4 separate regions of the Sus scrofa genome follow, and regions 1, 2 and 3 are each linked to region 4. Evidence: chromatin contacts called from public HiChIP or PLAC-seq data. All regions are on one chromosome and are shown on one strand. The core of a region is the stretch at or near the end of the contact, and the rest is flanking DNA. Distances in the headings are between cores, read along the strand shown. Region 1 holds the start of CXCL8 (C-X-C motif chemokine ligand 8). Region 2 has its middle 24 kb from the start of CXCL8. Region 3 has its middle 47 kb from the start of CXCL8. Region 4 has its middle 35 kb from the start of CXCL2.

Region 1 (4,879 bases), core at 987-3,486, 190 kb before region 4:
GACTCAAGAAGATGAAGTCAGAAACTTCATTAAATCATACAAAGACAGCTCTGTGTCCTAGTGTTCTGAAGAAAAGTCCTTTCAACTCGCCTTTGTGAATGTGCTTTTAGACCAAGACTAAAACTAGTAAGTTTTGGAAACAACAGCTCCACCACTGGTTAGATATATGAACTTGGAGACATGATTGAGATTCCTCACCTGTAAGATGAGGACTTCACTACTTATTCTATTGTCGTGAGGATTAATAAACGTACACACAACAGTCCCTGACATCCAGTAAATTAAAGTGATATTTAAGAAGTTAGCTGGGGTCACCAAACAAGTCTTTCAGCAAAGGAAGTTTTCCCCCCAAACCATAAATATTCATATTCTGGAACATCATAACTCCTGGTTTAATTTTCAATATTTTTTGTCAAATAATTTTTTAATGCTGTTTATCTTCTTTTTTGTCTTTTTGCCTATGTCAAATAATTTAATTTAAATCCTATACTGGTATTTAAACTAATTATTTCCTCAAGCATTGTGAAATTCCATTGATTTTAAGACTCTCTTTACTACAGATTTTCAACCTGAAAGGGCAGTTTGAACTCTAATACAACCTCATTTTAATCCGGAGTTTTAAATTTTAGCAACTCATGACTCTACTTATTCTATTTATTATATTGTTGTATTATGTGCTGTAATAATGGCTCGACTAGGTATTTCAGAAACCAATCTTTCGTCAAGAATTCTCTAAGGCAAATAAGATTTTTAGGAAAATAATTGTTGGTGGAATATCTTTGTAGTTTTTTTTGTTTTGTTTGTTTGCTTTTGTCCTTTTAGGGCTGCACCTGTGGCATATGCAAGCTCCCAGGCTAGGGGTCAAATTGGAGCTGCATCTGTGACCTACACCACAGCTCACACAATGCTGGATCCTTAACCCACCCACCGAGTGAGGCCAGGGATCGAACGCACATCCTCATTACCACTGAGCCACAATGGGAACTCCTTTTTTGTAGCTTTGAAGTCAATCATCTGACAAAAATGAGAAATCAAGCCATAGCTCTTAGAGTAAATGGAAATTCACCTGTTTAACATTTAATCTAAGAAATTTATGTAGATTAACTTTATGAGATAGGTGGATGCTATTAAACCCGTTTTATAGATATAAACTGGAACTCAGGAAACCTAAAAGCCACACAAAAACTAGGTGGCTGAATCAGGGTTTAAACCCAAATGCACTTTCCACTAAGCACACGCTGCTTACCTTCCTATTACGTGCTGCCTCATCCCCTCCAACCAAGTAGCCTCAGTGAACCACATCCTGGAGCATAAACAATTCTTCATTTTACCACCTGAGTATCTTTGAATCATGTCCCCACCTAAATATTCTTGTTCTCTTCATCCTCTTCTGTTAAAGTCCTCCGTACCTTGCTCAAAATGTTCACGCACTATTCTATCCTCATATTCTCGTTGGAATCAATATCTTGGTATCACTTGTTTGTTCTGTAATATATTCTGGTCTTTATGCTGCTTTCATTTTCTATTAGATCAACCTCCTTAAAAACAAGTGCATAGTCTTACCCATCTCTAGATTCCCACACTACTCAGAAGTTGCTTGAGAAGTATTTGTGGAACTGAACTGAAAGGTGTGCCCTTTCACTCTGTTAAACATTAGAAAACCGAATCTTTTGAAAAGTTGTTAACATGCTCTTTGAGAGCAGTAATCTCTCCTGGATACTTTCCCAAATGCTTAGAAATGGACTTCTGGTAAATTATGTCCCCAGTAAAAGTGATTACCTAGATTACCTTCTCTACTATTACAGCTCATCTAATTTACCTAAAGAAGTAATTGTGCCATAAAAGAATAATCACAAATGATAGTCCTCTAACAGCTGCCAGATAGTACCATGATAAAGCTACTTACAAATACAAAAGATGGCAATTGACAATAGGGTTCAAACTAGGAAAAACTGAAGCATCTTAAACAATATTTTAAAACGTGTTAAAAGAGACATGCTTTTTAACAAAATCAAAACAATTAAATTCTTTGAAAGATCAGGTAAGAAGCTCAATGCTGCTGAAAACATGATAAGAAACCAATCATTAGAGGAGTCAGATGACTCAGGTCTGCTCTCAAAGGGCGGGGGGATGGTTGCGTAGTGTGGAATTTCCTCTGACATGATGTAAGCATGAGGGCGCACATGTTCCCTACTCTTGAGATGGTATAAAAAGCCACAGGAGCTCTCCATCCAGCACAAGTCCCCTGGGACAGCAGAGCTCACAAGCTCCTAGGACCAGAGCCAGGAAGAGACTAGAAAGAAAACAGCTCGTGTCAACATGACTTCCAAACTGGCTGTTGCCTTCTTGGCAGTTTTCCTGCTTTCTGCAGCTCTCTGTGAGGGTAAGCAATATTTCTGATGTATAGAGTGTTCCTGTGTCTAAATGTGGTCCTCAGATAGCAAGATGATCGCAAAGGCCTTGATAAACATCTTTTTTATTTAAGGAAAGAAAACCAAGGATGGTTTTCTTTCCTTAAATAAAAATTGAATGTTAAATTTTTAGATGACATCAGAACGATATTTAGAAAAGTATAAAGTTGATTTATAATACATGTTCTATTCCTATCATTCATACTCTATAGCATGAATATATTTAACATTAGAGTATATCTTATCGGAGGCCACAATAAGAGGTCCCTAAATTAACTATTGAGTAAGGTAACGCAGGTAATTTGGCTCCATCTACTATTTCATTGACAAACTTCAGACAACTATCAATGGTTCTTTGGCTTAAACATATCTTGACAGATTATAAACTCTATTGGGATCCCTCTGATGAAAGAAATATAGTTTAAAATTATTATGATATATCTAATGATATATATATATACTGTATGTATTTTTACATATCATACTGTATTTCTTTCAGTATTCATTTAAACAGTGTGTGTATGTGTATATATATATATATATATATATATATATTCTTTTATGCATTAAGGATTTTGTTAAGATATAGGACAATCTCTGTGCCACTCCCATCTTTCTCTATTAATTCTTCCTGAAGGTATTTCCTTATTGGTGGATCTTAGCTTGCCTAACATCAATAGCACTGTGGTATCCCAGAAGATTATGCCATATCAAGTAGGAGGAAAAAGTACTGTGATGATGTCAGCATTGCCTAAAGACAACTCAAAGTCTTTATGTCATTCAGGATTGTCAAGAATGACTCTTCTTAAAACAAAGAGAAAACTGAGATCAGGGGCTAGGAGACTATCTAGCCATCAATTTCAGGACTAAGTTTGCTAAAGATGTGATTTTTACCAAATGCATAGTCATCAAATGACCACACTGGAATTAATGAGCATAAAGCCTCTTGATGAAATTAATCCTTAATTGCCTTTTTTTGCCCACAGCTGCAGTTCTGGCAAGAGTAAGTGCAGAACTTCGATGCCAGTGCATAAATACGCATTCCACACCTTTCCACCCCAAATTTATCAAGGAACTGAGAGTGATTGAGAGTGGACCCCACTGTGAAAATTCAGAAATCATGTAAGTAATTTCAAAAGTGATTAGATATTTCACTCTAGCAAACCTAGAATTGGGGGAGGTGGAAGAAACCAACAAAGTTCTAAGAACTATCAATTCATAGTGAGCAAAACAAAAAGGAAAAATTCTTTGTCTGCATGGCATTTAAATATGGCCCCTTCCATGACTCATAGCTAAAAATTGGCTTGGGCTTAGATTTTATGCCTGTACTTAAGGAACCATGACCTGAATGGCAAAAGGATGTTGGAAACCCTTAAATATTGATTTTAACTGTTATCTCTCTCATTTCAGTGTTAAGCTTGTCAATGGAAAAGAGGTCTGCCTGGACCCCAAGGAAAAGTGGGTGCAGAAGGTTGTACAGATATTTTTGAAGAGGTAAGTTTTTTAAAAATTTTGATTATTTATCTTGTGACATACAGTAAAAGTTAGCTTATAAATTTCCAGCTGCTGCTGCAAATTTTCTCTTTTAAGTATCTGCCTCTTTGATGAAAAACAAACAAACAAAGAAATTAGCAGCAACAGTGAGCTTCTTGTACTTGTAATTGGGAGGTAATGCATCCAGAAAGTATGGGCAAGCGTCTTGCCCTGGATCAGTAGTATGTCTCCCTCTCAATCTCAGAAGTGTTTAGATGACAACTTATTTAACCTCTCTATTTATAGTTGAAAATATAGGGTATTTCTAACACATAAATATCTAAGACCCTATTAATATCTATATTAGATATATTTTCAAGAGCGTACATTCCTCCTTATTTAAGTACCGTTCGTTTTTAACTTTTTTAAAAATTTCATTTATTTTTAGAACTGAGAAGCAACAACAACAGCAGTAACAACAACAAGCAAAAACCCATTCTCCGTGGCTCCCAAGAATTTCTCAGTAAAGATGCCAACACAACTTCAATCAAATCTACATCTATGCCTCATTCCTGTGCTGGTCAGACATAGGGTTGCCAGAGAAATCACAGGATGCCCAGTTATATTTGAATATTAAGTAAAACAATGAATTATTTCCAGTGTCCCATGCACGTTGTTCTATACTAACATTTTAAAAATTCTTCGTTGTTTGCTGTAAATTCAAATTTAGCTGGAAATCCTGTTTTGGCTTTTTGTTATTATAATTATTAATATTATTAAATCTTGCAACCCTAGGCTGCTGGCCAGCATTCACAAGTCTCTGCTCAACTGCACCTCAGTTTCTTCTTTATCCCCAAACTGGAGAAAAAGCTTCAGCCCCCATCCTACCTTGAGGACATGTGGATGTACTTTAACTTTGATTGACAGTCATGTAAAATATTTTCAAGTGTAATTTATTCACTTATTTATTATTTATATATTTATTTTAGTATCAA
Region 2 (5,078 bases), core at 2,377-4,876, 210 kb before region 4:
TGTTTTAAAAATGACTTTGTGTAATTCCAGCCACTTCAACAGCATCTTGCAATTAACAAACACCACATCTTTAAAGGCTGCATTAAATGGCAATGTTCTACAAGTAGTTAGGCAAAGGCTAAAAACTGTTAAGCCCTTAATTGTCATTGTGGCAAGTAAGTAGTCTCATAATTATGAAAATATTTTAGTTTTCAATCTTATCTGTATGAATCTAAACAAAATTAGAGCTGACAGTAGCCTCACTGAGATAGAACAGGGTTCTTCAAAGCTGAAGAAGCTATGGCATTTGAAAACTTTTTCATTCATCTCCAGAAACTATATATGGTTATACTTTGTTATGTCAATGGTTTCCTTAGAGTTGTGATGCCAGTTAGAGGTAATTGCCCAATAAAAACCGAAAAATATATTTTCATCATTTCTTTTCATCCATAAGTCAGGCTGTATCTGCTATTCAACTGTTTAAAGATAAAACATATTATTATGCTTTTTAATCTGGTAACAATTAAGTGATTCTTAATTGTTATTTGGAACTAAAGAAAGATTGGTGAAGACCTGCTAAGTGGTCCAAAATTTGTCCTAAATGCAAGTTAAGCTATACTTTAGTTTGGATGCATGCAGCTAAAGGAAACATGTTTTATTCTGAGTGATTTTACTTTTAGAAACTGATTTGCAAGGATTAAATGGAGGTAACAATCATGCAAAATGATTGGCACTGGGCCTGGTTCAAGTGGGCACCTGGAAATGTTATCTCCTGCCACTCCTCTCTTTGTCCTGTTTCACCTCTCGGAAGCTCTGAATCATGACCGCTCAGCTCTCTGAAAGGAATGCCTTTTGATCTTGACTCTAGGTATCTCCTTACTCTTCCTCCCTTTATCTCCTCTTCTTCTTTCCCTTCTACTTCGTATTAGGACATTTCGGTGGTTGAAAGTAGATTATTTCTAATGCGATAAGACTTAGACCACTAGGCACATCAAAGATGCTAAATAACAGCTAAAGAAGAAGAAATAAAGAGAAAGAAAGAAAGAGGGAAGGAAGGAAGAAAAAAAAAGAAAAGAAAAGAAAGAAGGAGGGAGGGAAAGAAAGGAAGGGATAAAAGAGAAAACACCCTAAGATGTTAAAAGCCATTGAAACACCTGTGATGTTAGACTTAAGAGGTCAAGGAGGGAGGATGGCCCCTTCCTTTTGTACTTCCCTCAACCAGTCCTGAGCTAAATGGATCTTCTTCTTTTTTTTTTAAGTGGACCTTTTTTTAATCAATATGCTTGGTTAGGAATGGGAGCAAGGAAGACCTTTTGCTCTTCTAGAATGGATCTTTGGCAAAATTTCTTCTTAAACTGCTACTCTCAAAAGGAATTGTGGGGTTCATGTTGTGATTGGAAGCTTCAGGGTGACCTTGACCCCCATGAGGCAGATCCCTTTTGAATAAGAGACGTTGTCAAACTTCGCATAGTACCGATAGATTTCGGTGGGTTTCGGTTATCTCTTTGGGTTTGCTATCTGTCTCTCTTTACTTGTGACTCCAGGTTTTGGTTTGGGGCATAGATTTGTTTGTTCTCTGGATCTTAGATCTGACACTCATCGTGCTTCTAAACTTAGAGCTGTTAGATCTTGGTTTTAGATATTTATTTACTTGCTTTATTTTCAAATTCCTGATTATGGTTGTGACTTTTGCCTTTGGGGGGGCATTTTCCCTTCAAATTGTGCATTTAATATACTTCCTTATTCATGTTACTCATGTTTTCCTTCAAATGACTCTCCTTGCTGAAATTTTCTTCAATATTCAAAGCCTAGTTTTATTTTTAATTTTTTTTTTTTTTTTTTTTTTTTTTTTTTTTTGTCTTTTGCCTTTTGTAGGGCCACTCCAATGGCAAATAGAGATTCCCAGGCTAGGGGTTTAATCAGAGCTGTAGCCACCAGCCTATACCAGAGCCACAGCAACAAGGGATCCGAGCTGAGTCTGCAACCTGTACCACAGCTCACGGCAACGCCAGATCCTTAGCCCACTGAGCAAGGCCAGGAATTGAACCTGCAACCTCATGGTTCCTAGTCGGATTCATTAACCACTGAGCCATGACGAGAACTCCAGTTTTTTTATTTTTTGTCTTTTGTCTTTTTAAGGCCACACCCACAGCATATGGAGGTTCCGAGGCTAGGGGTCAAGCCAGAGCTACAGCTGCCAGGCTATGCCACAGCCACAGGAAGTCACAAGCTGTGTCTGTAACCTACACCACAGCTCACAGCAACACCGGATCCTTAACCCACTGAGCAAGGCCAGGGATTGAACCCACTTCCTCATGGATACTAATTGGGTCTGTTAACCGCTGAGCAATGACGGGAATTCTCAAAGCCTAGTTTTATTACATTCTCTTCCAAGAAGACTTTCCCAATCCTCTCAGTTAGAATAAACTTCCTTTAGCTCTGTGTTTTCTGCGTCTTAAATGAGAAACTATCTTACAGCAAGGATGTCCGTTCAAGATTATGTTTGTGCAATGCTCTGGACCAATTAGTATCTTTACCTTACTGAATTGAAGTGCTGGCCGTGCTGCCATTGTGATGTCTTGCAAGTACTGACCGTAGATATCATCTAGACTAGAGCTTTAGGATATCAAGAGTACAAAAACAGGCCTGTTTAATATTAGCTTTTTGTGGTCAAGCTCCAAACTTGACCATTGTTCCAAGGAGATTTTTTAAAAAGCTTGCTTTTTGAGATTGGATGCAAAGGACAGGTCACAAGTTTGAATTTCTGAGAAGACTTGAAATCAAGCTGTATGCAATCCTGAATTTCATGGGTAGAATGGCCATGGATTTGTTTTCCAGTTCTTATAAAACAGAATTTGTGAAACGGCCATCAGATGAAATTAAGAAGAGCTAAATGTAGAGAAATTTAAAGGAAATATGACTTTTTATAGTGAGTAATATACTTAATGAAGTTATTCTTCCAAACTTCATAAGAAGTGTATATAAATTCACAGTCGCCCTTCTAATCTCCTTCAGCTGTTGTATGAGAGAAGAAGACCTTCACTTGGAATCAGGCATTCTGAATTCGGATCTTGTTTTTCACTACCAGATATGGGAGTGTGGTAAAGTCACTTAAATGTTCTGATTCTCAGTTCCCCCCTTCCATTGCAAAATGGGGATATAGTACATCCTGCTGGTGCCTACTTTTGAGCTAGTGCATCCATCCCCCAGCTACTAAGAGGACTGGCTAATAATGAGTTTTGGCTGTCTCCTTGCCAGGAAATGCCCCTGAATGAGGTGCTTATACCCACCTTCTTCCTCTGATAGCTTACAGCCAATGAGTAGCTAGTATCGGTGATGGAAATTAATGATGCCTATCTCACAGAGTTGTTAGGATGAAATAAGACAACATGCTGAAAATGCCAAGAAAGAAAGAAAGAAAGAGAGAGAGAGAAAGGAAGAAGAGAAAGAAAGGGAAGGAAAGGAAAGGAACTAAGAAAATTATAGGTTTGTATCGCTAATCGATAAGGTTGGACTCATCAAAGAATGTAGTCATGATCTTTTACACTTTCTAAAGTCAGAATTCTGGGTGGAATTGTTGACATATGTAAATGACATTTATTTGCTCATATGAGGAACAAGCTTTCTAAATCCTCAAAAGAAACGCTATCTCATGGCAGTGCCAACGAACTGTGAGGTAAGAGGATGTGTCCTCCATGTTAGTCTGTCTTCCTTAACCACTTCCTGGCAAGTTGCACGTATTCATACTTTTAAATAAGTAGAATATTTGACGTGGCTTCTCTTGATCCATTGGAAGCTAATCGAAGATTTTATTTGATTTGAGGGTTCAGAATCAGCAACTATAAGTAATTCTCAAATGATAGTGATAACAGTTTAGCTGTATATTGAATGTGTATCATGTGTTGATTATTGTACATCCATTCATCCTATAAGTTAATCCTTCAAGATCATTATAATTATCCCAAATTTGCACACAGGAACTGGAAATGCTGTCACTGGATGAATTGCTGAATGTCACACCACTGGTAAGACTCAGGGTTGGAAGCCAAGATTGTCTGACCTGTGCTCTGTTGAGCTGAATTAGGGCTACATGAAGTTAAATTCATGTCTATGTTTTTATTTATTTATATTTTTATTTCATAAATTAGACCTGAGCCTAAACACCAGAACATGGAAGAAGGGTAAGAATAATGGTATGAACTGCTCTTAGCTCAGATATTTACAAGGAACCAGCCAAGAGATTACAGAGAACCACTAAAAGAGAGCCCTTGTCTATTGGTTAATCATAGCTGAGGAAGTGAATGGTATCATTATTTCATAAAACCTGAGAATAAGGGCTAAGGTGAGGGATTGTCCTTAATACTCACAGCTTGGGAAAGAAAATTCTCCCAAACTTGGGTGCCCAGTTGCTCAATTTTTTCATGTCATCGTGGGTACGTGATTCAAAGGTAGAAAGAAGATGTGGGTAGTGAGAAGTCTGGCAGATTCAATCACTGCAAAAGATAAACACAAGCTACCAACAGTGGGATCAGGTTAACCTGAGTTGAGGAAGCTAGGTAAAAATGTTGTTGCTGAACAGAAGTGTTTCCAGTCTCCCATGAAATGTGTTTGGCACTATCTCCTTTTTCCATGAATGCTGTCCAAAATTGGTTACTGTTTGAGGAATGTTGCTCATTTTTTTTCTTCAAGGATGGTGCTCAAACAACCTGATACCTGCTAATGTGAATCTATTTTCAAAAAAACATTTCAGAAGCATCATAGAATGACTGACTCGTGAAAATTCTCCCTGGATATATTAATTTTTTTCTTAATAAATGCACAAAATTCAAGACACTAATAAGATTGCTTATTAAAATACATCCAATCTGGTGATCAATCCAGGTAATATTTACTAGATAGATTTAATATATCTCTTTTTTTCCTTTCCTTTTTATGTATTTGTTTATTTCCCTACAGGTGATTAAATTATCCAGAGCCAAGGGAATAAATACCAAAATAACATTACAGTAAACTAAAGACTACCTGATCTAACAGGGTTGTTCAAATAAATAATAAGTTTAGACTAAACATAGGTAGAAATTACTGAAAATTTTCCTTAT
Region 3 (5,267 bases), core at 1,712-4,211, 240 kb before region 4:
CACCACAGCTCATGGCAATGCCTGATCCTTATAACCCACTTAGCGAGGGCAGGGATGGAACTGGAAACCTCATGGTTCCCAGTGGGATTCCTTTCCACTGTGCCACAATGGGAACTCCCCTGTCTATTTTAATTAATAGTGGTATTCACGGACCTCTAGAACTGTAAGTTTCTCAAATGTTGAGAATACATTGGTGGTGAGGATCTCAAATGATACTTTATGAGAGAAAGAGGTGGACAACGTTTGGACACAGATTGTCCTTGTGAGTCAGTGTTAGGGGTGGAAGGGCCATGGAGGGGGGTCGAACGTGGGCTGGCTGGACCCAACGCACTGCAGAGTGAAGGGCTAGAGAGGTGGGGGTGTTCCTAACCTCTGAACTTTCCTAGAAGTCAACTCAGAGAACTCCTAGGCTCTGAAAGGGATGGAAAGGCTTCTGAGCTCATTTTCTGAGAGTGAGCATGGCAGGAGGTGGAGAAGAGAACTGATGTCAGCACTTTATTTGCAAGACATTAAGGTGGTGGGAAGATAACATTGGGAAGAGAAAGCAGAAATGACTGCAAGACACATCCTGACATTTTACGCTGGTTGACTTGTGGGCTCTTATTAATAATCCTTGGGAAGTGGGAGTTCCCAACGTGGCTCAGCAGTAATGAACCCAACTAGCATCCATGAAGACGCAGGTTTGATCCCTTGCCTTGCTCAGTGGTTCAGGGATCTGGCGTTGCCGTGAGCTGTGGCGTAGGTTGCAGAAGCAGCTCAGATAGCATGTTGCTGTGGCTGTGGCTGTGGTGTAGGATGGCAGCTGCAGCTCTGATTTGACCCCTAGCCTGGGAACTTTCATATGCTACAGGGGTGGCCCTGAAAAAAAAAAAAAAAAGAGTCCTTGGGAAGAAAATAAACACATTGCTAATCCATGCCCCCCTCCCCACCCCCAGTGGTAAACAGTAGGAAAGAGAGTCTAAAGTGTTTTGGTTTTGACAATTTTGTTTAGATAATAATGTTTTGACTTGGTTCAAGCCAGAGTGTTAATGGCCTGTAATTGGAACATTTCCCTGCCTCTTTTGATGTGTCCCAGAGAGGGAGGTAAGTTCTCTCATCCCCTATTCAGGATATGTATTATTATATATATTATATTATAATAATATAATTATACATACACATGTATTCAATTATGAGAAACTGAAAAAGACAAAAAATGATCTGAGGACCTCAGGGACTGCACTAGGCCTGCTGGGATCCTACTGTCAATAGCATGTTTATTATTTTCTCCTTAACTATGCTTGTTATTATCTTTTTTTTTTTTTGTCTTTTTGCCTTTTTCTAGGGCTACTTCCCGCAGCATATGGAGGTTCCCAGGCTAGGGGTCTAATTGGAACTGTAGCCACCGGCCTATGCCAGAGCCACAGCAACGCAGGATCTGAGCCGAGTCTGCGACCTACACCACAGCTCATGGCAACGCCAGATCCTTAACCCACTGAGCAAGGCCAGGGATCGAACCTGCAACCTCATGGTTCCTAGTCGGATTCATTAAACACTGTGCCACAATGGGAACTCCCTATACTTGTTATTATCTTTTGTTCACTTCTGTGAGTACGTGTTGTGCAAAGCATCACACCAAGCCCTCATATGGAAGGACACATGACTTTCTCTCCTTTAGGTGCAGACAGTCCCACCAAGACAAGCTCAAAGTCCATCATATTTATCTCCATATCTCTGGCACCTCATACATAGACAATGGTTTAAAATATTTGCTTAGTAACTATATGAGTGCTGCAGTGAGGCTAGGCACATATCCAAGCAACTTGAAGATGAATTCTTATTTCCAACTCTTTCAAAGCTGACTACAGTGTATTGCACATGATGTAGGGCCTCAATCAGTACCATTTTAATGAGAAAAATACATTTCAGTCCACAATCTGGAGCCAAATTTTTACTTCTGTCTCATGGATGTTGCCATATTGACATGTTAGAGGTGAAAGTTGCCATTTTGCAGATGTCTCCATGCAATATTTGATTGTGTGTCTGCAAGTTTGAGTTATTCTATGGGAAGTAAAGGCCCTCTCACAATAGAAGCATTTTGTGTATAATTGATACTGAAATACAAGAATGTCAGTTGGCGACTTTACTGAACAATCAGTAGAAACCAAATACTTAAAACCAACAGCACAATATGACTGTGGTGGGTGATGGCCCTTTGAAAGGTTATATTTATGAGCTAGTATACTTTATTTTTTATAAAAGGTCAAATCTCTTAAATTATAGACCTCTGTAGAAAGATGAAGAATTGAACTTGAAGGAAGAATTGAGCTAGGAGGAAGAACTGAACTAGGAATCAAACTAGGATAAAAATTTCATTGACATAATATTGGATAATCCCATTAGGATTAAAATTTCCCTTTAAAAGAAAAATTCTTAGGCAAGAAGGATAATTTAACAAAGATTTCTATGATTTTATAATTTGAATCATATTGAGGCAATCTGCCCTAGAAAAAAAATTACTCTACGCCTGTCACGAGCCAGACCCGACTCTATTGCCAACACCAAGGTCTTTGGACACCTCTGCTTCTGTTTCCCCATCTGTTCAATGAGGAAGTTGTGTGGGAACAGCTGTTTATAACCACACAGATCCAAATTCCTCCTTATTATACTTTATAAATACTTTAGACTATTCCTTCCTATTTAAAAATGAAAAGAGGAAGCAACATAACCTCTTTGTACATGTATTAATGGAACTTGATATAATATTTTCTCCATAATATAAGGCAGAAATAGAGGGAAACAATTGATCATTAACTACTATGTGTTTGTCATAAATGTTCAGGTATAGATATTCAAGAAGACATGATGGAACAGACAGGTGCCTGTACCTATTTATAAAGAATGAATTTACATTTGAGAGAAGTAAGTAGCTCCTAAACCACTCCATACAAGATGTGCACAGGACTAAAAGCCCAGGAGTCTGGGTGTGGACACTAGGATAAAAAACACTGTCAGGGTAAATAAAAACAGACCAGGCTGATTTGTAGATGATAAAAGGAGAGACATGGAGAAAATAAGGAAGTATGACACTTTGACAGCTTTGTTTGCTGTTTCTTTGTAAAATGTTTATTTAGTCGTGTAGGTTTCACTACTTGATTTGAAAAGAAAAAAAATTCTTGACAGAGTGAGCAACTTAGTCATTCAAATACCATAGGGAGATAAGAGAAACAGAGAATGCTAGGGCATTGCTGTTTTTTATAGAGTAAGTGGAAGACTTCTCTGAAGAGGGAGGTTTGCATGGAGAACAGAAGGAAGAAAGGAAGATCCTGCAAAGCTGAGGAAGACTTGGTTGGGGGGTGACCCTTAGAATTGGGAGGGCAGGCCAGCTCCAGAAGGCAGAACTCAAAGTGTAAAGCGCAGAAGTGGCAGAGGGTGAGGTACAGGGTGGGACTTGGGGGCTAATCCTGTGGGGACTTAAAATTCACTGAAAACTTTCATCTTAGTGAGACAGGAGGCCACTGGAGATATTGAACTTGGTAGTAACAGGCTAAAACTTGTCCAAGCCTTTGTTTCTTTTATTCACTCAGAATTAATATGTTTTCTATTGAAAATAGAGTCTGGAGAAAGGCGAAGAAGTAGCTCAAACAACTAGACCAATTAGGAGGTTCTAGCAGGACTTAAGGGGAGAGTGGGTGGTGGTCTGGACCTGAGTGGTAGCAGAAGAGGAACTAGGAAGTAGCTGAATTTTATAAATATGTTAAACAGAGAGCAGACAGAAGTTTTTGTAGGAGAAGGATGTGGGTGCAGGATAAGGGGAGCGGTCATGACTATGTTGCCTTAAAAAAAAAAGGTACAACCTGAAAGTTGAGAGTTAAGTTTTATTTGGGGTGAAATTAGGACTTAAGCCCAGGAGATGCATCTCATGTAGCCCTGAGAAATTGCTCTGCTCCAGAGGAAGTGAGGGGGAAAGCTAGGATATGAATTTTTAACAACAAAGGGAAGGTAGTAAGAACAAAATATTTATAGATAACCAGATTTACAGGAAAAGATTTATAGAAATCCAGTTTCTATGGGAAGAGGTGAGCATCTGGGCTTCCTAGAATCACTCCTTTGATATGCATCTCAACTGCGGGGGCGGGGGAGGGGAGGGGACACGACAGTCTTTGTTTCTTTCTTCAGTTCCCCCAGGGCTCACCAGCCAACCCTTGGGAGTGACTGCATTCACAGATGAGGACATCTTTTGTTTTAAGTTAACTGCAGCCCTGGAGGCAGTATCTCAGACAGCTCTGAAATAGCACCCCAAAGAGGAAAGGGGGAATATCAAGCTCTAAGTGATAAAGGTGAGGGGGGAAGTGCCTGCAGCCAGGCACATGTTTTACAAAGTCTGCTGCTGGTCTTATGGAGGTTACTACTAGTCACCAGGAGCAGACATCACTTGGGGAGTTGTAGTGTTTTTCTAGACATGAGGAGATACAAGAAATGGGCTCATAAAAATCTTCTCCTATAAATATCTCCTATTTGAAGACCTGCTCTTCCAGCAGAGCAGAGTGCCTCTCTCCTGGTCTCCACCCTGAGCTCTGCTCAGGGGGTGCTGAGGGTCAGCAGCTGCCATGGATCATGAGTTAATCCATGCAGAGGATGATGGCAAGTGCCAAACTTCAGTTTACAACTAACATCAAGTTTTAGCTTGAGCACCTTGGAGAATCTACTTCCTGAAAGGGGGACATTTAAGGAGAATCATAGCAAAATCAGTAGCTTAAGTTTAAACTCTGGGTTACCAACCTACCTTTAATAAGTGTCACTTCTTATTCACTATCTCTCAAATACTGTTAATCCAGGGCCCCCTCCCTTTTTTTTTTTTTTTTTTTTTCCAAGCTTGTATAGAGAATACGAATCTTATCCTATGAATTCAAGTATATGGGAAAATTCCCCTTCCTTTAAAAAATAATCTTAAATCTGATTCTACTAGTTTAGCAGTTACCCCCCACCTCCCAGTTGTAGGAAATTTAATTTCAGGTATTAGCGGGACTCTGTTTTTACCACCTTACAGATATTTCTTTTTTTTTTTTTTTTTTTTTTTGTCTTTTTGCTATTTCTTGGGCCACTCCCGCGGCATATGGAGGTTCCCAGGCTAGGGGTTGAATTGGAGCTATAGCCACCGGCTTACGCCAGAGCCACAGCAATGCGGGATCCGAGCTGTGTCTGCAACCTACACCACAGCTCACGGCAACGCCGGATCGTTAACCCACTGAGCAAGGCCAGGGACTGAACCCGCAACCTCATGGTTC
Region 4 (5,432 bases), core at 760-3,259:
CAGTCTGGTGAACACAACTTAAGTATTTTCCTAATCTGGCTTCCATCTCATGTTTATGTCCCCCACATACGATATATACAACCTGGGTCCTACAGCCTATGATGCTTGCTTTGTAGAAACTTCTAGAATAGGTTAAGTTAAAGAGATGTTGGTGGGAATCAGAACTCTCTATTGAACCATTTTTACTTCCCATACCTCACTGAGTATATCTCCTTAACAGCTCTGAAATCTGTCTCTTTTCTTCCTTTCATCCTTCCTTCCTCCTTCTTTCACTTCCTTTCTCTCATCCTTCTTTTCTTCTTAACTTTTGTCTTAGTTCTGGATTACACATATGATTCCCTTTGAGTATATAAAATATGAAAAAGAAAATAAATATTATCTGTCACCTTACTATCCAGACATTATGGCTATTTAAAGTTTTGCTATGTTTTATTTCAACCTTGTGTGTTGTGCATATTCCACAATGTTATGTCTTGGTTATTTCACCTTTAGTGTGTTGTCAGCATTTCTTAACATTTCTATTGCATTTGTGAAGGATTCAAGCATTTAACATTTCCTACTCTTTTAAAAATTTATCCCCCTTCCTAGCTCCACTAGACTAGACTGAGCCCTTCCTTCTCTCCCCCAGGTCACCAGCGAAATCTCTTAAATGGCCAAACCACAAGCTTTCCTCCTCCACCACGCACTCCCTGCTGCCAAGTTCCCACAATATGAATCTGGCCATGTGTTTTCCCAGGCTTACTGGTCAGAGTCTACCCCTCTGCTGTGGTCCTCAGGATTGCTGCCCTGATAAAAGCTTTTCCCTGCTGGTCCCTTGGGCCTCTCCAGACTCCTCTCTAGAACTTTCTCCCCATTTCCTCTCAGCTTCAGTCTTTGTGTGTGTGTGTGTCTTTTTTGCCATTTCTTGGGCCGCTCCCACGGCATATGGAGGTTCCCAGGCTAGGGGTCAAATTGGAGCTGTAGCCACAGGCCTACACCAGAGCCACAGCAATGCGGGATCCGAGCCGCGTCTGCAACCTACACCTCAGCTCACGGCAACGCCAGATCCTTAACCCACTGAGCAAGGGCAGGGATCGAACCCACAAGCTCATGGTTTCTAGTCGGATTCGTTAACCACTGAACCACGACAGGAACTCCCTCAGCTTCAGTCTTGTAAACTATTGTACCTCTGAGTTTTTGCTCATGTTGTTTTCTCTGTCTGCAGTACCTTTCCCCTCTTTTTATATGATAAAAACTGTGCCACCTATAAAATTCCCCCCAGGTAACACCACTGCTTGAGCAGTTCCTGAAGTTCATTCTTGCAATCTCCGCCACACCACAGGAGTAAAGATCTCAAGGTTTGGCCTCTCCTGCCTGTGAGTCTTCCTGTAGCCCACGGTAGCCCTTCCTAAGTGACTTCTTGGCTTCTTCCCCTTCAACAACAGGAGCTGAATTTGAATCCCAAGAAACACTCAAGACAAATCTGCTGCAAAGAAGAAATCTTGGGTAGTTTTTCCGGCTTAGCACTGAGTCCCTGTGCCTGAGGCCAACTTCCTTCTGTTGACTCCATTCCAACATCAGCATGCCTGACTCATGACTCACAGATACTGGGCCCTGGCGTTTGTTGACATGGCTACAAAAAACAGTTGTGGAATTTCCCAAGGATTTCAGAATCTCCCTTTAAAATCCCTTTCCTCAAATATTTCTATCCTAGGCGCCTCTCGAAAAAAGAGTTATCCTCAGGGGCATTGTTACCCTGAGGATAAATCAGCCATTGAAAAGAAATTGCCCTCATGAGCTTGGCTTTGAGGAGCCCCCAAAGGGGAAACTCTGACAAATTAAAATTTAACATGCAAATTTGAATGTAGCAGATGTGAGTGTGGTTTGGGTGGACATCCAAAAAGACAGAAAGATCACTGGGATATTTTTTCCCAGAAGAGATCTGATTCACCATTTTGACCACACAGCCGAACACTCATTTGTCACTGTTATCATTTAAAAGAGTCACAATTACTCACCTGACCATAAGGAGGACATTTTTACATGCTGCCAGCAGTAATGCCACTCAGATAGATGAGAAGTTCATCACAGTCATGGGTGGATGTTTCACGGAGCTGACTACCTGAAGCTCCATGACCCTCACTAGCTTAGCCTTTCTTCAAGGCTGAGGGGAAGAGGGCTGAGCAAGGGCCGTATAGTTTTATAAAATGTGCCAAAGTTATATATTTTAACCACCTGGTTAGGACTGCTTATTCTTACTCCTACTCTCTTTCTTTATACCTCTCCTTGTGCTGGGTGATGTGGATATAGATGGATGTGGATGTTTGAGATCTAGCTGAGAAGTTGAGTTGAGGATGTCTCAATTGAGATGTAGTGATAGATATTTTACTGGCTCACAGTCACGTTGGGAAGAGCTCTGCTTTTACTAGCCATCTTGGGATGGGGTTAGCTTCTAGGAATATCCCTCTCCTTACTGTGCCTGCACACCTTCCCGAGGCAGGGATTCGAATGGACATTAAGGTGGACAACACTAAAGTGGCGTGGTTATGGGAAAAACAAGATTGAAATATGTAGAGCCAGAACCTAGTCTGGGGAAAATTCTTTCAACTGTCAAAATGTAAAGTCAAAAGCAGAGGATTCAGGGATTCCTGTTGTGGCTAACGAACATGACTAGTATCCAGGAGGATGCAGGTTCGATCCCTGGCCTGACTCAGTAGGTTAAGGATTTGGCATTGCTTCGAGTTGCAGTGTAGTTCTCAGACATGGCTGGGATCCTGTGTGGCTGTGACTGTGGTGTAGACTGGCAGCTGCAGCTCCGATTCAACTCCTAGCCTGAGAACTTCCATATGCTGCAGGTGCGGTGCCCCCGCAAAAAAGCATAGGATCAGTTTACATCAAACCGAGACAAAACAAACCTTCACATTTCAGAAATATACTTAATAATGCAATTAGGCTCTACAATTATAAATGTTTCATACTTTTTTTTTCCTATTTGACTGGAATCATGTTACAGAGAATTTATCAGCATTCCTATGTTTGTAGAGCATCCACTTGAGTAGCATAACAAATAACTAAGTTCTTCTGTATATGAAGTCCCATGCTTTATGCATCCAGCTAGCTATAATAAAAGCAAACTTTGATCAACCATCCTAATGGAAAGAATAAACCATCTCTCTATTCTATGTATAGGAGATCATCTCAAAAATAATCATCTTCACTGTTATGTGAAGAGGAGATCAAGATTATGTAACCAAATACACCAGAGGCATATGGAAGTTCTCAGGCTAGGGGTGGAATTGGAGTTGCAGCTGCCAGCCTACACCACAGCCACAGCAACAGCAACATGGGATTGGAGCCGCATCTGCAATCTATACCACAGCTCACAGCAATGCCAGATCTTTTAACCCACTGATCGAAGCCAGGGATTGAACTCGCATCTTTGTGGATACTAGTCAGGCTCTTAACCTGCTGAGCCACAAGAACTCCTACATGTTCATTTTTACATTGTAATTTCAATTTTTCCTTTTAGAGCATCTTTGTAATTATCTGACCCTACAAAACCAGGAACTGCATAATTTAAGATTTTTAAAAAGTTTTATGTTTTAAACAACAGGCTCTTTTGCTGTCCTCCGTGGATTGGCCCTTGTGCCCGCACTAGGAGTCATGTGACATTCCAGAACAATACCAGAAAAAGGCCATTCTCCCTGGATTCGAACCCAGCTTAGTCACTTACTCGCTGTATGATATTTCTGCCCTCTCTCTGTCTCTACTTCCTTACCTCTAAGACAAGGGAATGGAAGGAACTCAGAAAAGAGGGGTGAGAGCTAATTAAAGTACATTTTTGTCAACTATGTATCCCAGCCTTTCACATAGACTATAGATTCAGTAAATGATAGGTATCATTATCAAGGTGTCCCAGGAATCAATTATTTTTCACATGAATTATTTATCAGTTTTGAAAGACTTAGATCTCCTTACAGTAATTCACCAAACTCAATCTCGAATCCACTAATGAAATTGCTATTGTAGTTTCTCTTATGTTTGAAAATAATTCAAATAACTGAACCAGATAAATACCAGACATTGTATACCAATAATACTTTTTAAAAAAATGGTCCAGGGAATCTAATACATAACAGGGTGACTATAGTTGATAATACTGTGTTGTGTAACTGAAATTTGCTGGGAGTAGAACTTGAATATTCTTACAAAAAAAAAAAAAAGGAAAGTGTGTGAGGTGATATGTTGATTAACTAGGTTGGAGGAACAATTTCACAATGCATATCTAAATCATCACAATGTGTAGTTTGAATATCTTACAATTTATTTGTCAGTTATATCTCAATAAAGCTGAAAAATAAGCAAAAAGTCATCATAGTCATAGTCCAATATCTTATTTTAAAACATTTTAAAAGAAAAAAATAGTCCTCATATACATTTAAATATGCTCAAAAAGTACCCCCTGTTAAAAAAAAAATTAAAGTCATTATTTCTTTTCTTTTTTTTTTTTTTTTTTTTTTTGCTTTTTAGGGCCTCACCCATGGCTTATGGAAGTTCCCAAGTTAGGGGTCGAATTGGAACTGTTGCTGCCAGCCTACACCACAGCTCACAGCAACGCTGGATCCTTAACCCACTGAGTAAGGCCAGGGATTGAACCTGTGTCCTCATAGATACTAGTCGGATTCGGTTCTTCTGTGCCACAATGGGAACTCCAAAAGCCATTATTTCTTTGTTTCAGGGAAGTGGCATTTTAATCAAGCACCATGATGGTTCTGCTAACTGGGCATGGATGGCAGCCTGACCCAGCTGGAAGAATATAATATATCATCTTACTCTGACTCAGAATCTCGGTGCCCTCATTTGCCATCTGTATGACTATGGACAAGCTCTCGGGACCCCAGTTAACTCATGGATGAAGGGCTGATCATCCCTCCTGGTGAGGTTGGTGTGAAAATCAAACAAACTAATCCACAAGAAAGCCAGCACCCTGAGGGCCATGGTGTCCAGCAAATACTCCATATATATTTTAATCCCTGCTCTCTTTGCAGCATTGCCCAGCTGTTCTTTATCATGACCTCTGCTATAGCCTCAAGACCTGTAAACCTAGACATTAATATGTGCCTTGATGATCTCACATATTTGTGAAACACTTTGGAGTTTTCAGTATGATCTGTTATGGGTAACAGAGATGCTATCCGACTTACCTGTGGTCACACAGCTAGTTAGTTACAGGGCTGAGACCTGGACCCAGTTTTCCCAGACTCCAGGTCCTGCCAGCGCCCCCATTCTCCACGCTCCCTACAGAGCCTCTCACACAGCTTTCAGGCTGGTATATCCATGAGACAGCTCTTTACAGAAAGGGAAAGTGTACTGGGTCCATGAATTATTACTTTGGACTGGAAATTCTCAAGGATGTGTTGAAGGCAAGATTAAAATTATAAGAGGAAATCGCT

Evidence for each region. HiChIP or PLAC-seq counts read pairs in DNA pulled down with a chosen protein or histone mark.
Region 1: an H3K27ac HiChIP or PLAC-seq map of skeletal muscle shows a contact between it and region 4. The contact joins the promoter of CXCL8 here to the enhancer-like site in region 4. A contact is called at or near these places in 4 of 47 Hi-C or Micro-C datasets (alveolar macrophages, fetal heart ventricle, psoas muscle and 1 more) and 2 of 2 datasets of contacts at active chromatin or transcription factors (alveolar macrophages and skeletal muscle).
Region 2: a contact with region 4 is called in an H3K27ac HiChIP or PLAC-seq map of alveolar macrophages. The contact joins two enhancer-like sites. A contact is called at or near these places in 1 of 47 Hi-C or Micro-C datasets (embryonic fibroblasts) and 2 of 2 datasets of contacts at active chromatin or transcription factors (alveolar macrophages and skeletal muscle).
Region 3: a contact with region 4 is called in an H3K27ac HiChIP or PLAC-seq map of alveolar macrophages. The contact joins two enhancer-like sites. A contact is called at or near these places in 1 of 47 Hi-C or Micro-C datasets (embryonic fibroblasts) and 1 of 2 datasets of contacts at active chromatin or transcription factors (alveolar macrophages).

What each region holds. Positions count from the first base shown.
Region 1 is chr8:69,930,410-69,935,288 of Sscrofa11.1, forward strand. It overlaps CXCL8 (C-X-C motif chemokine ligand 8), which reads left to right and starts at 2,237. Exons shown (of 4, transcript NM_213867.1): 1 at 2,237-2,383; 2 at 3,398-3,533; 3 at 3,822-3,905; 4 at 4,333-4,879. The coding sequence starts at 2,320. The coding sequence ends at 4,360. LOC106504691 (a long non-coding RNA gene) reads right to left here and starts at 1,716. Exons shown (of 4, transcript XR_002346702.1): 1 at 1,247-1,716.
Region 2 is chr8:69,905,990-69,911,067 of Sscrofa11.1, forward strand. No RefSeq gene overlaps it. Among named protein-coding and RNA genes, the nearest start is that of CXCL8, 24 kb to the right of the region's middle. Within about 2 kb of position 3,627, at least 3 of the 83 cell types and tissues checked have an H3K27ac peak or open chromatin away from gene starts, as enhancers often do. A contact at or near this core is called in alveolar macrophages, where this site is marked.
Region 3 is chr8:69,882,825-69,888,091 of Sscrofa11.1, forward strand. No RefSeq gene overlaps it. Among named protein-coding and RNA genes, the nearest start is that of CXCL8, 47 kb to the right of the region's middle. Within about 2 kb of position 2,962, at least 7 of the 83 cell types and tissues checked have an H3K27ac peak or open chromatin away from gene starts, as enhancers often do. A contact at or near this core is called in alveolar macrophages, where this site is marked.
Region 4 is chr8:70,119,667-70,125,098 of Sscrofa11.1, forward strand. No RefSeq gene overlaps it. Among named protein-coding and RNA genes, the nearest start is that of CXCL2, 35 kb to the right of the region's middle. Within about 2 kb of position 2,010, at least 44 of the 83 cell types and tissues checked have an H3K27ac peak or open chromatin away from gene starts, as enhancers often do. A contact at or near this core is called in alveolar macrophages and skeletal muscle, where this site is marked.